Linked DNA regions of Zea mays: regions 1 and 3 are each linked to region 2. The links are chromatin contacts, called in public Hi-C maps. All regions are on one chromosome and are shown on one strand. Each heading gives the region's core, a stretch centred on a gene start, on an enhancer-like site or on the middle of the called end of the contact. The rest is flanking DNA. Distances are from core to core; before and after follow the strand shown. Region 1 holds the start of LOC100384380. Region 2 holds the start of LOC100285454. Region 3 has its middle 16 kb from the start of LOC111590197.

What was found. Hi-C and Micro-C count contacts between places; a contact is called where the count stands out from the background.
Region 1: a Hi-C map of tassel shows a contact between it and region 2, with 2.5 times the contacts expected there. The contact joins the promoter of LOC100384380 here to the promoter of LOC100285454 in region 2. A contact is called at or near these places in 4 of 25 Hi-C or Micro-C datasets (ear, leaf, tassel and 1 more).
Region 3: a contact with region 2 is called in a Hi-C map of ear, with 2.4 times the contacts expected there. The contact joins the enhancer-like site here to the promoter of LOC100285454 in region 2. A contact is called at or near these places in 2 of 25 Hi-C or Micro-C datasets (ear and leaf).

Annotation. Positions count from the first base shown.
Region 1 is chr9:151,106,799-151,110,739 of Zm-B73-REFERENCE-NAM-5.0, forward strand. LOC100384380 reads right to left here and starts at 1,914. Exons shown (of 9, transcript NM_001362354.1): 1 at 1,454-1,914; 2 at 807-1,362; 3 at 124-206. The coding sequence starts at 1,766.
Region 2 is chr9:151,252,056-151,255,808 of Zm-B73-REFERENCE-NAM-5.0, forward strand. LOC100285454 reads left to right here and starts at 1,445. Exons shown (of 4, transcript NM_001158347.1): 1 at 1,445-1,987; 2 at 3,118-3,187. The coding sequence starts at 1,513.
Region 3 is chr9:151,050,876-151,054,503 of Zm-B73-REFERENCE-NAM-5.0, forward strand. No RefSeq gene overlaps it. Among protein-coding and RNA genes, the nearest start is that of LOC111590197, 16 kb to the left of the region's middle. Within about 2 kb of position 1,351, at least 19 of the 20 cell types and tissues checked have an H3K27ac peak or open chromatin away from gene starts, as enhancers often do. A contact at or near this core is called in ear and leaf, where this site is marked.

The DNA of each region.
Region 1 (3,941 bases), core at 664-3,163, 140 kb before region 2:
CATGGCAAACCCCAGAATCACCATTTCAAAAATATATAAACAAAACAAAACCAAAAGGAGGTATAAGATGATGGGTAAAGACTTGCTGCATCAATTTTTTTTGGGGTTTTGTTAGCTATCAACCTTGTCTGCCTTTTCTAGTCTGCCCATCCTTCCTGCAGCTGTTGTCCCAGAGGTGGGCTTCGTATCTCCCAGTCCACCTGTGCCTGCTCCAGTGAATCCAATCCAACACAAACAAAACCCTCCATCATTCAGTATAAAACAGTCGCGGTTCAAACAGTCTGAACTGTTTGGCCCTAACAGACAGAGCAACTTGTTTCCTCCATAACAAGAGAATAGTTGTCTCATTGATAGGTACAACTGCAGGGGCACCATAAAGGATCCGAGGACCCCCCACGCTTTAATCGAACTGGCCGGAGTATATATTCTACTAAGATCAGGCATTAAAAAGATTTGGCGTCAAGCATGAGTAGCTGGCCAACTGGATAACAGGAACAGCAGAGCGTCTACTTTCTCTACATCGCAGCCACATCAATGCTGGAAGAAACTAGCAAATTAGGAACGAGGAGTAAAATGACTTTCGCAAGCTAGCTCAGAAAATGTGCAAATACCATATGATCAATACCGCAGAGGAGGCAACGTCATAGTGTACTGAAGAGTGTTGCAAAGCTTACATTGCATACCTTAGCTCTCAGAGCTAAAGAGGCACTAAGCAATGCCACCGTACGAATCCTACTGACGAAACAAAAGGCGCAGCAAAGAGATATGACACAAGGAAAAGCGAAAAATCTTGGTAAGCAGATTACCTGGTGACGCCCCTATACCGGGAGGTTCTCTGCCCAAACGTGTCGATGGACTTGCGGTGCACGGTCTGCTTGTGGCCTCCCTTCCCGGTGCTCCTCTTCCGCCCAACGCACTGCTCACCATCGCCATTACTGCGCCCCAGGGCTGCGGCCGCAGTGGCAGCGGTGGCTACAGTAGCGGCCATCTGGTGCTGCTGCTGCGGGGCCGCGCTCACGCAGCTGCTCAGCTGAGTCCCGGGGCTCATCATCGACAGGCTCAGAGGGCGCGTCTCCTCGTTGCTGTAGCAAGCGCCGTAGCTCGCCAGGAGGAAGTTCTTGGCCGCCGCCATCGCCTCCTCCATTGGCGCTGCGCCTTCTTGGAGCATCTCTGCTTCCGTCAGGGGCTGGAAGTTGTAGGGGACGAGCTGCTGGTGTTGGTAGTGGTACTGGCGGTAATCCCTGCTTGCCCCCTCTTCCTGGCCCTGCTGCTGGTGGCTGTAGTAGGTGGCCGTTTCTTGCCCACCGCCATTGCCACCACCCAAGAAGTCCTCTAGCTTCGGTGGGGACGACGGCACCATGCCTGTTTCATGACAAGACAACAAGACCGTAACGTTAGAGGTGGAGAGAATACGATTGAGACAGAGAGAGAGAGAGAGAAGGGCAGCAAAGACCTTCCATGTTGCAGAGGGTGCCGTCGTCGGACTTGTTGGGCATAGCAGGCAAGTGGGAGTAGTAGACGCCGGCAGCACTGGTGCCATCGCCATACGCGCCGCCCACACAGTAGTAACCAGGATAGGGAGAGGCCATCGGTGAGAAGAGGAAGTTGGAACTGATGGTGTTGTTGGTACTGGAAGAGGAGATCGTGGTACTGGAAGAAGGTGGAGGTGGAGCGTGATGGGTAGAAGCGGGTTCAGAAACGGAGGGCACCTCCATGGCCGTATGCGGGGAGAGGGAGAAGCCTAGCCAGTTGCTGCCATTAGCCATTTCCCCTATCAACCATGCACACGCAAGCCCTTGTTACTCTCGAGCTCGCTCTCCTTTTGTGGTGCGCTTGAACACGACTAGTCCAGTGCTGCCACTACAAATGGGAGAGCTACCAAGTACCAAGTGAACAGATGAGAAGGCCCGGCGGTGAAACCGAGCAAGACGAATGAGAGGGCCGTAGCAAGTTGGTGGATATAAATACCACCTTGATACCTTATGCAATTTCCAATATCTATAATCTATACCTAGCACTCGTCCCATTCCAAATTTAAGTGGCTTTAGGTTTTCTAGATACATAAATTTATTATTAAGTATTTAGATATAATATAAATCTAGATACATAACAAAAGTTATCTATAAAAATAGCTTACAATTTAAGACTACAATATTAAAGAGCGAAAATATCTATCGTAGTTTCGAAAATAGGGACATTAAGATTTGTGATCGCTGGGAGATTAACATGGACTCACTTAGAATGGTGAGTCGCAGGTCTAGAGTGATAGATTTTGAGACGGTGGTTATACTGGTTCACGCTTGGATCACTGGTAAAATTGCTTTGAAACGTGTTACCGCTAGTGTGCTTATGTCTTCAGAAAAGAAGAGGTCCTTCTCCTTTATAGTTTAAGGGATGGACTCTACATTGAGGACTTGTATTCTGCTGGGAGGAGCTCCACCGGTAGCCCTTGGGCAGCGTGGTTCCTCTCGTATTATCCGTGGGGTTGTGCATAGCTGTACCCCATCAGGCCATCATAATGTACCGTTCCGTCCGCTCGTCGTACGGGTTCCCTTTGTCAGTCTTCCGCCAACATCCTCGTGGTAGTGCGCGGGGGGTCCCGCAGGTCAGTCACATGGAGCGGTCGCGCGTCGTACGGTCTTGCCTGTTGTCATGTGCCTGCGCCACTCATTGGCGTGCGTAGGCATACACCCAGTATGGTGTAACTGTAGCGCACTACCATGTATTTGGGTCACTATAGAAGCTCCGATGCTGAGGTATTTTATGATTAGGGTCGTCGGGTCAGGTCCCACAAGGTTGTGGGAGCGTGTTCTGGTACCCAGGGAGGTGCGGTCATGTCATTAGCGGCCTTCGTCGTGCCTGCGGCCTACCGTTCGAATGACTGGTCATGGCTCGAGATGTCATGTCTTGCCTTTGTAGGCGTGGACTTTGCGATTATTTGGGGTTGGGTTTCCATCTTACTCCCTTCCTTGGTAGGGACCTGGTTGGCCGGTCCGCCTCGCGATTTTCCTTGGCGGGGACATGATTGGTCGCTCTATTTCGCGGGCTTGCTCGGTAGGGACCTGGTCGCTCGCTCTACCTCGCGAACTTGCTCGGTAGGGACATGGCCGATCGCTCCGCCTCGCAAATTTGTTCGGTAGGGACCTGGTCGGTCGCTCCGCCTCGCGGACTTGCTCGATAGAGACCTGTTCGGTTGTTCCGCTTCACAGACTTGCTCGGCATAGACCTGGTCGGTTGCTCCCCCCCTTGGGTCCCGATTGACAGGGAGACTTTAGTCGGCTAGAAAGTTTATGGGCCTTATTTTGGGTACACTGTTCCTAGGTACCCGACGCAGCCCCTAGCTCCCGAGCAATTCATGTGAATTTCTTGTGGGGTTATTGCGCGGTTCAGGGACAAAACCTTCCCGCGGTGGTTGTCTCGCACGGAGCGTGGGTCCACTTTTGTTTTGGTTATCACCGATGGCTGAAATCTCAGGTGCGCACAAGCGCATCTGCTAGATGTAGCCTCTACCTAGCGCACTAACTGTCATAGTTCTAGAAACTAAGATTTGTTTTTGGTGGGGGACACTGACAATTGTCCACACGAGAGAGAAAGAGAGTCCACAACACCTAAAACATTGTTCGCGCAGGACAGCTGCAATCTATGCAAGCTAGCGGCAGTCATTTCGCAACAGTACCGTCTCTGCAGCCGCACTGCAGTGTTGCAAATGCGAACGAACCTAAATCCCTAGTACTACTCCCCATGTTTAACCCAAGTGCTACTCCAAAAAAAACAATCGCTTCAGTTTCAGAGAAGGGCTGGAAAACGACGCCGCGCACACTGCAGCTGATATCGATGCGTCGACGGCGAGAGTCCGAGACCGACTAGGGATAGGCTGCGCCAAAAGGAAAAGAAAAAACCTGCATGCATATGCATGCGGTATGCCCACGACATGAAACGAG
Region 2 (3,753 bases), core at 195-2,694:
TGAGCAAGTGCTCCCTAAAACATTTTCTTTATGCACAAGAATTGCAAAAAATGCAAAGTGTACAAAGAGGTCGACCGAGGTGCGGCTCGCCGCTCGCTGGGCAGAGATAATATTAGAGAATAGGCAACAACAATCAGAGAATAGGCAACGACAACAGATCTTCCTCTTACCTCTCTCCTTTGTAGCTGTAGACCGCGTCACCGGCTCCGGGTCCACTGCCGACACGTCCCGGCGGTGGAGAGGGGTGCCGAGATGCCTGAGCGAGTGGGGATGGAGGCGATGGAGCCTGGGCGAGTGGGGATGGAGGCAATGGAGCGTGGGCGCGTGAGCAGCAATGGATCTCAGTCGCCGACGCAAACTCTCGCCGCCATAGGTGCTGCTGGACTGCGGGAGTGACGGACGAGATGAGAGACCGAGAGCCACCACGGGAACGGAACGAGAAACACGAGTGAGGACTAGTTTTTTTTACTTCCCCATGAATCTATAAGGTTAGGAATAAAAAGGCCCATGACATTTTGGCTCGTGCCTCATCCAAACAGGAGCCCGATATACATGGGGAAGAGAAGACGCGAGCCTTATTCCTCACGCGGATTGGACTGGGATCCTTGCAGGGATTGATTCATCCAAAGGAGCCCTGAGGGTGATTTGTTTCACCTCCACATATTTTACTAACTTTTGTTGGCTATTGAATTGCAACATTTAATAGGTATGTTAGTCTATAGTGAAGTGAAAGATTGCATTGAGAGACATTATTTTATTCATAGTTCGTAACATCTTTGATGATGTGGTAGTGTTGGAAGCGTGCTACAAAATTCATATTGAGAATAGCCTAATCAGGAGAGCCCGTCTACCTAGGGGTTGGATCACGATCCAAATATTTCTTCACAATACATTAGGACCCTTAATAAATTTTAGTTCAAAATTGAATAGAAATATAGCCTGGTCCTAATATAATTCGATCCTTAAATTAATAGCCCATACTAACTCTAAACTAATAGCCCTTCAAGCTGAGTCTCCTAGAGTTCTGCTATGTTATTTCTTTTGAAAAGAAAGCTCTGCTAGTGTAAAGGCTAGTTTGGAAATTTAAATTCTCTTCAGGATTATCGTGGATTAAGTGGGAATTATCTCATTTTTTCTTAACATCCATAAATCTAGAAGGGGTTTAAATTTCCAAACTAGCCCTAAAAATAGCAAAACTATTCTCTTCCTTTTGACATGTCTACGTCGCCACACGGGGACAGGCTAGTTCAAATACATTTTCCCCGTGGAAACACGTCCCGCAAGCCGAAATGGCCCAACTACTTCTACCGTTGGGCCCAATCTCCCGAATACCTAAGGCAACAGCAGAGCCCTTATTTCTCCCACCGCTGGGCCCAATCTACCGAACACCTAACGCAACACCAGAGTCCGAACACCTAATGCAACAGCAGAGCCCGCAGCCCGCAGCCACCCGCGCATCCTCAGTCCTCATCCGCCACTCCGTCGAACGCCCCTGCGCACGCTCCAGCTGCTATGCTCCTCCGCCCGCGCCCCTCCTTCTTCCGAGCCGTCGTGCCGCCGCCGCTCACCCGTGCCTGTGTCCCCTCCCGTCGCACGCTTTCAGCTTCTGCAGAGGCGGGAACAGCCTCCCCGAAGGATGCAGCGTCAGCGCCGGTTCCGGCGGCCACGCGCAAGAACCCCAGGAAGGCCGGGTCGCCACCTATGGGGATCGTGAAGACGGCGCTGTTTCTGCCGCCCGGGGTGGAGCGGGATGCGTTGGTGCCCGCGGACATGGTCATACCGGGGTCGAACATCGTGGTCGGTCCCTACGCAGGGGACGCGAGGGTGAAGGGTGCTGAGTTCGTCAAGAGCAGCGCGCGCGCACGGGACTGCCCCAATGACGACCGGCCCGAGTTCGCCGTCCTTGGCCGGTCCAACGTTGGCAAGTCCTCGCTCATCAACGCCCTCACCCGCCGCAAGGAAGCCGCGCTCACTTCCAAAAAGCCTGGTGATACCAAAGAACAATATTTAAGCTTTATCTTCTGATTCCTTCGAAAGTTCGAAGTGCTCTTAGTTTATCGATATCTTCTCCCTGTTTGACCTTTAATTAGCTTATCAGAGACTTTTATGTCACTGTAATGTCGTAATGGCGCTCTAGATCGCATTATGTAATTCCCCTCCACCTTGGTTCTGGGGCGTGAGGGGATATTCTGGTTAGGGTCACAGTCTTTACAGATCCCAGCGGTAGTCAGGTTTTCCAGTGGGCACTGGGAGAATAAATCCCAGCTAGGAAATATATAAATTCAAAAGTAGAATTTGGAATTTAAATGAATTCATAGTGCCCAGCGTGGCAATTGTATTGGATGGATAGGCCATTGGCAGTAGGGATTTAGAATTGACAAGCAGGTAACACATTTCCACAAATCAAACCCACTGCCATTCTGGTTGTCGTGGTACCAGTTATGGAACTGTCGAATTCAATTTTAGCAGCCATGGTCCAAGATTTTATTATTGTGGGCATGTTTGTTTCCTTGCAGGATTATATAATCCAGCTTATTTTATATAGATTATATAATCTGGATTATCCGATTATATAATCTAGATTACATAATCCAGTTTATATAATCCTATTATAGATGTTTATTTACACAAATTATTAGTGGGTAAAAAGCCAAACAGTAATAAAAAAATAAGCACCTAATGGTCTGCTTATGGATTATCATAATCTAGATACCTAAATTATATAATCCACTCCAATAATCTGTGCTGATTGTTTGCCTCTTAACTTATTTAAGCTGGATTATATAATCTAGAGGGTAAACAAACAGGGCTCCTTTGATATTTCTATCATCCTAGCTATTGGCCTTGCACATCCTTCAGTACCTGTGATTTGATTTACAATTAGCATATTTTATTTGTTTGCTAGGGTGTTTCTCTTCAATTTTAGACTTTATTTTGTGTTGGGTAACTTTGAATCAACTGTTGCTGTAATATGAATTTCTTCTTAGTGTTGTCTAAGCAAACTTAATAAATTTACTCTGCCAGGGCAACCTTGGCATGTCTTATTTCTTTATTTTAAAATGCAACTTGTTTTCTTATGTATGGTCATGTGTTCTAACATCATCATATGTTCTGCAGGGAAGACCCAAACAATCAATCACTTTTTGGTTAATAAGAGTTGGTACCTTGTGGATTTGCCTGGTTATGGGTATGTTTACTCTTTTCTATCACACTCAAGGTTTTCTCGTTCATCCAAAAATTAGTAAGTCAAATTGTTCACTAGTGCTTCACATGCTATGTTCCAGAATGGGAGCATCTTGTGTTTCCCCCCTCTTTTACATATGGTGATTACTTGATTAGGAATTTAACCCTGCTGATGCACTACCTTTTCCCCACTCGTCTAGTTCCATAGCCAGAATGACATTCTTTGTACGACGGAAGTATTATACATTTGTGGCACTCTTGAATTTTGGCATATAAGATATTCTTCTAGAACCATTGTACACAGCAGCTGTGCATGCAAATAGCATTCCTATATTCTGTGCTGTTTTAACATAGCAATAGAATAGTGGATGGAAACCATTCAGGTTCAAACTTCTGATATGAAAACAAAGTGACATAAATATTTTGTCCTGAAGTTAGCCTGTTAATGTGTTAGTTCTGGAAGCCCAATTACTATGCCTTTTTTCATGCCATATTGGATAGGGCACAAGTTCCACTTGCACCAGTTGTAGTTTTCCTTTGGATAGCGTTTCTGATTTTATTTGCTGGTAT
Region 3 (3,628 bases), core at 101-2,600, 200 kb before region 2:
TCAAAAATTTTATAATCATTCTTAATTTTTGTTGTGATATTGTTTACCATATAATCGCTTTGATTTTTTTTCTTTTTTCACAAGAAATGAATAATACGTGTCGATTGAACGTGACAAAAAAAAAACTGAAACGGATTATTTTAGGACGGAGAGAGTATTTGATAACAAGAATCCATACGGAACCAAACGCAGCCTAATTCCTCTCAAATTTTCGCACTTACTATTGGACTATTGGCACGGTGGCTACGGTTGCACGAGCAGAAACTGTGGAGGGAACAAACTTGCTGGCCGAGCAGGCACAAAGAGAGTTCAAGTACCTGAATGAGAACGACAGATGCTTGTCACCGAACTGGTGCTTGTCCGGAGCGGAGCCCAGAGGCGTGAGGAGAGCATTGACAGACGTGACGTGACGTATGGTGATAACTGATGCGAGGCACAGCACAGTGAGAGTGAGGGATACGGGCATACGGCGAACATGAACCTCGGTTTTCCCGAGCCGAGCAGGTCCGATCAAAGCAAGCAGTCCAGTTGACCGAGACCGACCGACCGGCCGACCGGGCTCCAAGCCTGCGACTGCAAATAGCAGTACCGGTAGCTTAGATTGCAGTGCTATGTACTCGTTCCTGATCGGTGCCTCCTCCAGTGAACAGTGATCCTGCAAAAACAGCAGTGGGCTGCCGGCTGCGTGCGCGCGTAATATATGCGAACTTGATTGAGTACGAAACAGCGTACGTGATCGTCTAGCACTAGCTTCTTTCGATGATGAAGCTTAAGAATACTCTACGTCTGGATCGATCTTGTCCCTCAGCTTCTTCAATTCATCTCATCTACTAGCACTCATCGGTCTCGGCCGTCGGACGGTTGCGTCGGCAGCAGCTAGCCTCTGCGGCGGACCGCGGTCGAGGTACGGTGTCGCGCAAAGTAGTGACGATGCATGTGTGAACTGTACGACGTAGTAGTAGAATGCATGCATGGGTACTACAGACTACAGAGCACGCAGCAGACTGAGACACGACGACAGCGCTACGGTTTTTCTTTCCAAAAGAAAACAAGAGACGCAGGCAGGGGCAGGTGGTGCGCAGCGGCCGGCGGAAACGCAGGCGGAAGGCACAAGACGACACAGCACGCGCTGCCGATCGACCGCCTGTCTGCTGCCGATGGCGGAGCAGGCTTCCCCCTGCCACCCCGTTCCGCATGCAGCAGCCCATGCCGCCCTTGTCGCTTCCCGCGCGTCGCCGAGCGCGCGGGCGGCAGACGGCAGAAACGAGCGCAGCACGTTCCCCACGGCGCGTCACACAGGCTCACGCACGCTGTCCTCAGACGCCGGCGCACTGACGCACGCGGAGTCGCGGCTCGCTCACCATCCACATGCACGTCAGTCCCCACTAGCTGAGCGCCTGAGCCTGAGATGCCACACACGGTGGGTGACACGGGGAATGAGATCCCTGCGGACCTACCGCTTGCATGCCGTGCGCGCCACCTCGGCTTACGGCTTCATTCAACGCGCCCGCCTGACGGGCTCTGCCTCCGGCGGGCCAGTTCCGGCGGGCACATGGGACTGAGCCAGCACCGAGCACGGGCAGTCGAGCAAAGCGGCGACTCTATGGCCTATGGGGAATTAGCTTGCTTCGCTACGCTCGCTAGCTCTAGCTGGAACAGCGGTCCCGCGGCACGTGTTGTCGAATCTGGAGAGGAGAGAGGCAACAGCGAAGGGGCAAGGGCTCGCTCCCGCGCGGTGGCAGGCGGCTAGGCGCCCCGGCCGGCGGCTGCAGCACTGTGCAATGTGCATGCATAACCCTTGGCGTATGCCGCCAATGTTGAGGGTCAAACCGTCGCTTCCGGTTTCCTGTGCCGGCAAATCACTGGCCGATGGGCGCATCAATGCTCCAGCACGGCAGCCGCATTGCACAGGGGCAACGTCCTGGCCTCCTGGGGGGGCCGCTTCCAGTGGCGCGTTCAATCATGTATGTACTAGGGGCGCATTTGCGACCTTGCCCAGCGATCTGGCTGCGCCCCCGGATGCAACGCGGGGTGTTTGCGGTGAGCTCTGCTGCTTATGACGCAAGCCAATGCTCGTGGCTGCTCCCACGAAATAAAAGTGGCTCCTAGCGTGGCTGTCCGCGCATGGCAAACATCGGCTCAATTAGGTCAGGTTTATTTGGTATCTTCGACTGGTTTTGCAATCGGACAGACAATGTCAGAGTCAGGAAAAGCCTGAAAAGGTGTAAGAAAACACAATGACCCATGAGAATTAATTAATTTTTTAGGCCGCCATATTGATCGAAGTGGGTTACCGTAATTTCCTTCGACTGGTTTTGAACCGACGGGAGTTAAATAATTTCCGTCGGTTTATGCAAATACCGATGAGAATTAGTTTAGCCGATAGTAATGTTCACAATTAATGTTGTGATTTCAAAAGGTAAGAACTCACTATACAAGGCAACCTCTCACATGTATGTCGCCCATCAACAAGGAAGAAATTGATAATCTGTTTCTGAGTTCCCCAATCATGATGTTGATGCCATTACCACTAGAGATGCTTACCAGAGATAAAGGAGACCATGACTGCTACAGTCGCCATTGCGGCCATCGTCGAGGCCTAAGCGCGGGAGTTGATGACATGTGGACCTGATGTTGTTCACTAGATGCCTCAATTGCCCTTGGTCCTCACTAAAAGAGGGGGTGGACGAGGGCAACACATCGCAAGTGAGCAGTAGAGAGGCGTCGTTGGGAGAGGGAGCAAGAGCTAGGATGCATGAGGACTATAGGAGTGAGGAGGCGCTAAGGTGGTGAGGTCGTTGGAGGCGGCATGTGTCTTGGGCTCACGGTGCCAACTCATTCGTGGCTCCGCATGTGACGGTGTGCGAAGTGAGGAAGAGGAAGCGTGCGGTGGAATGTGGCTTGCCTCTTTTTGTGGTTCTGCGGCACATGAGGAAGGACTAAGATTGACGGAGGCCCACTTAGGGATTAAGGTTTACTCAATGGGGTTTGGATGGGCCTACATGGTTGGGCTGCCTAAGAAATTTACATGGTTGGGTTGCCTAAGAAATTGAGTGTCTATGCTCAAATTGAAATTATCTAATAAACTATGGAACATAAATTATTGAAAAATACAAAAAGTTTTCGGAAACGATTGAAAGAAATGCATATCATTTTTTTTCGTTTTTTACCAATACTAATTTTGAATTGCCAATAATCGTTATCTGTTATCCTTTTGTTTAGACTGAAAACTCGTTAAGAAATCAAAACGATTCCGAAAATTCAACAATTATTGTTTTTATTTTCATCCATATGTCGAGCACTGGTGTAGGTGACTTAACATTTTTACAACAATTTTTAAAGGGTTCATTATGTCCACTCTAGGCCCAATGCATATGCAATGAATTAGCAACATCTAGTGTCACTTAGATAATCGAATTTAACTTTAGAGTTCTGCACTTGATAGTATGGCTATCTATCGTACACTAGATCATACACTATATTTTGTCTTAACCAACAAAACACTACCTTATTACTTTGCCTTGACTTCATAGGGTCTTCTTTTCCGAGTGGGAGTTTTCTCCACTTGAAAGATCACCCTTGATCCACCTTCAAGCCTTGATCTCTATATTGGTGTGGATCTAACTAG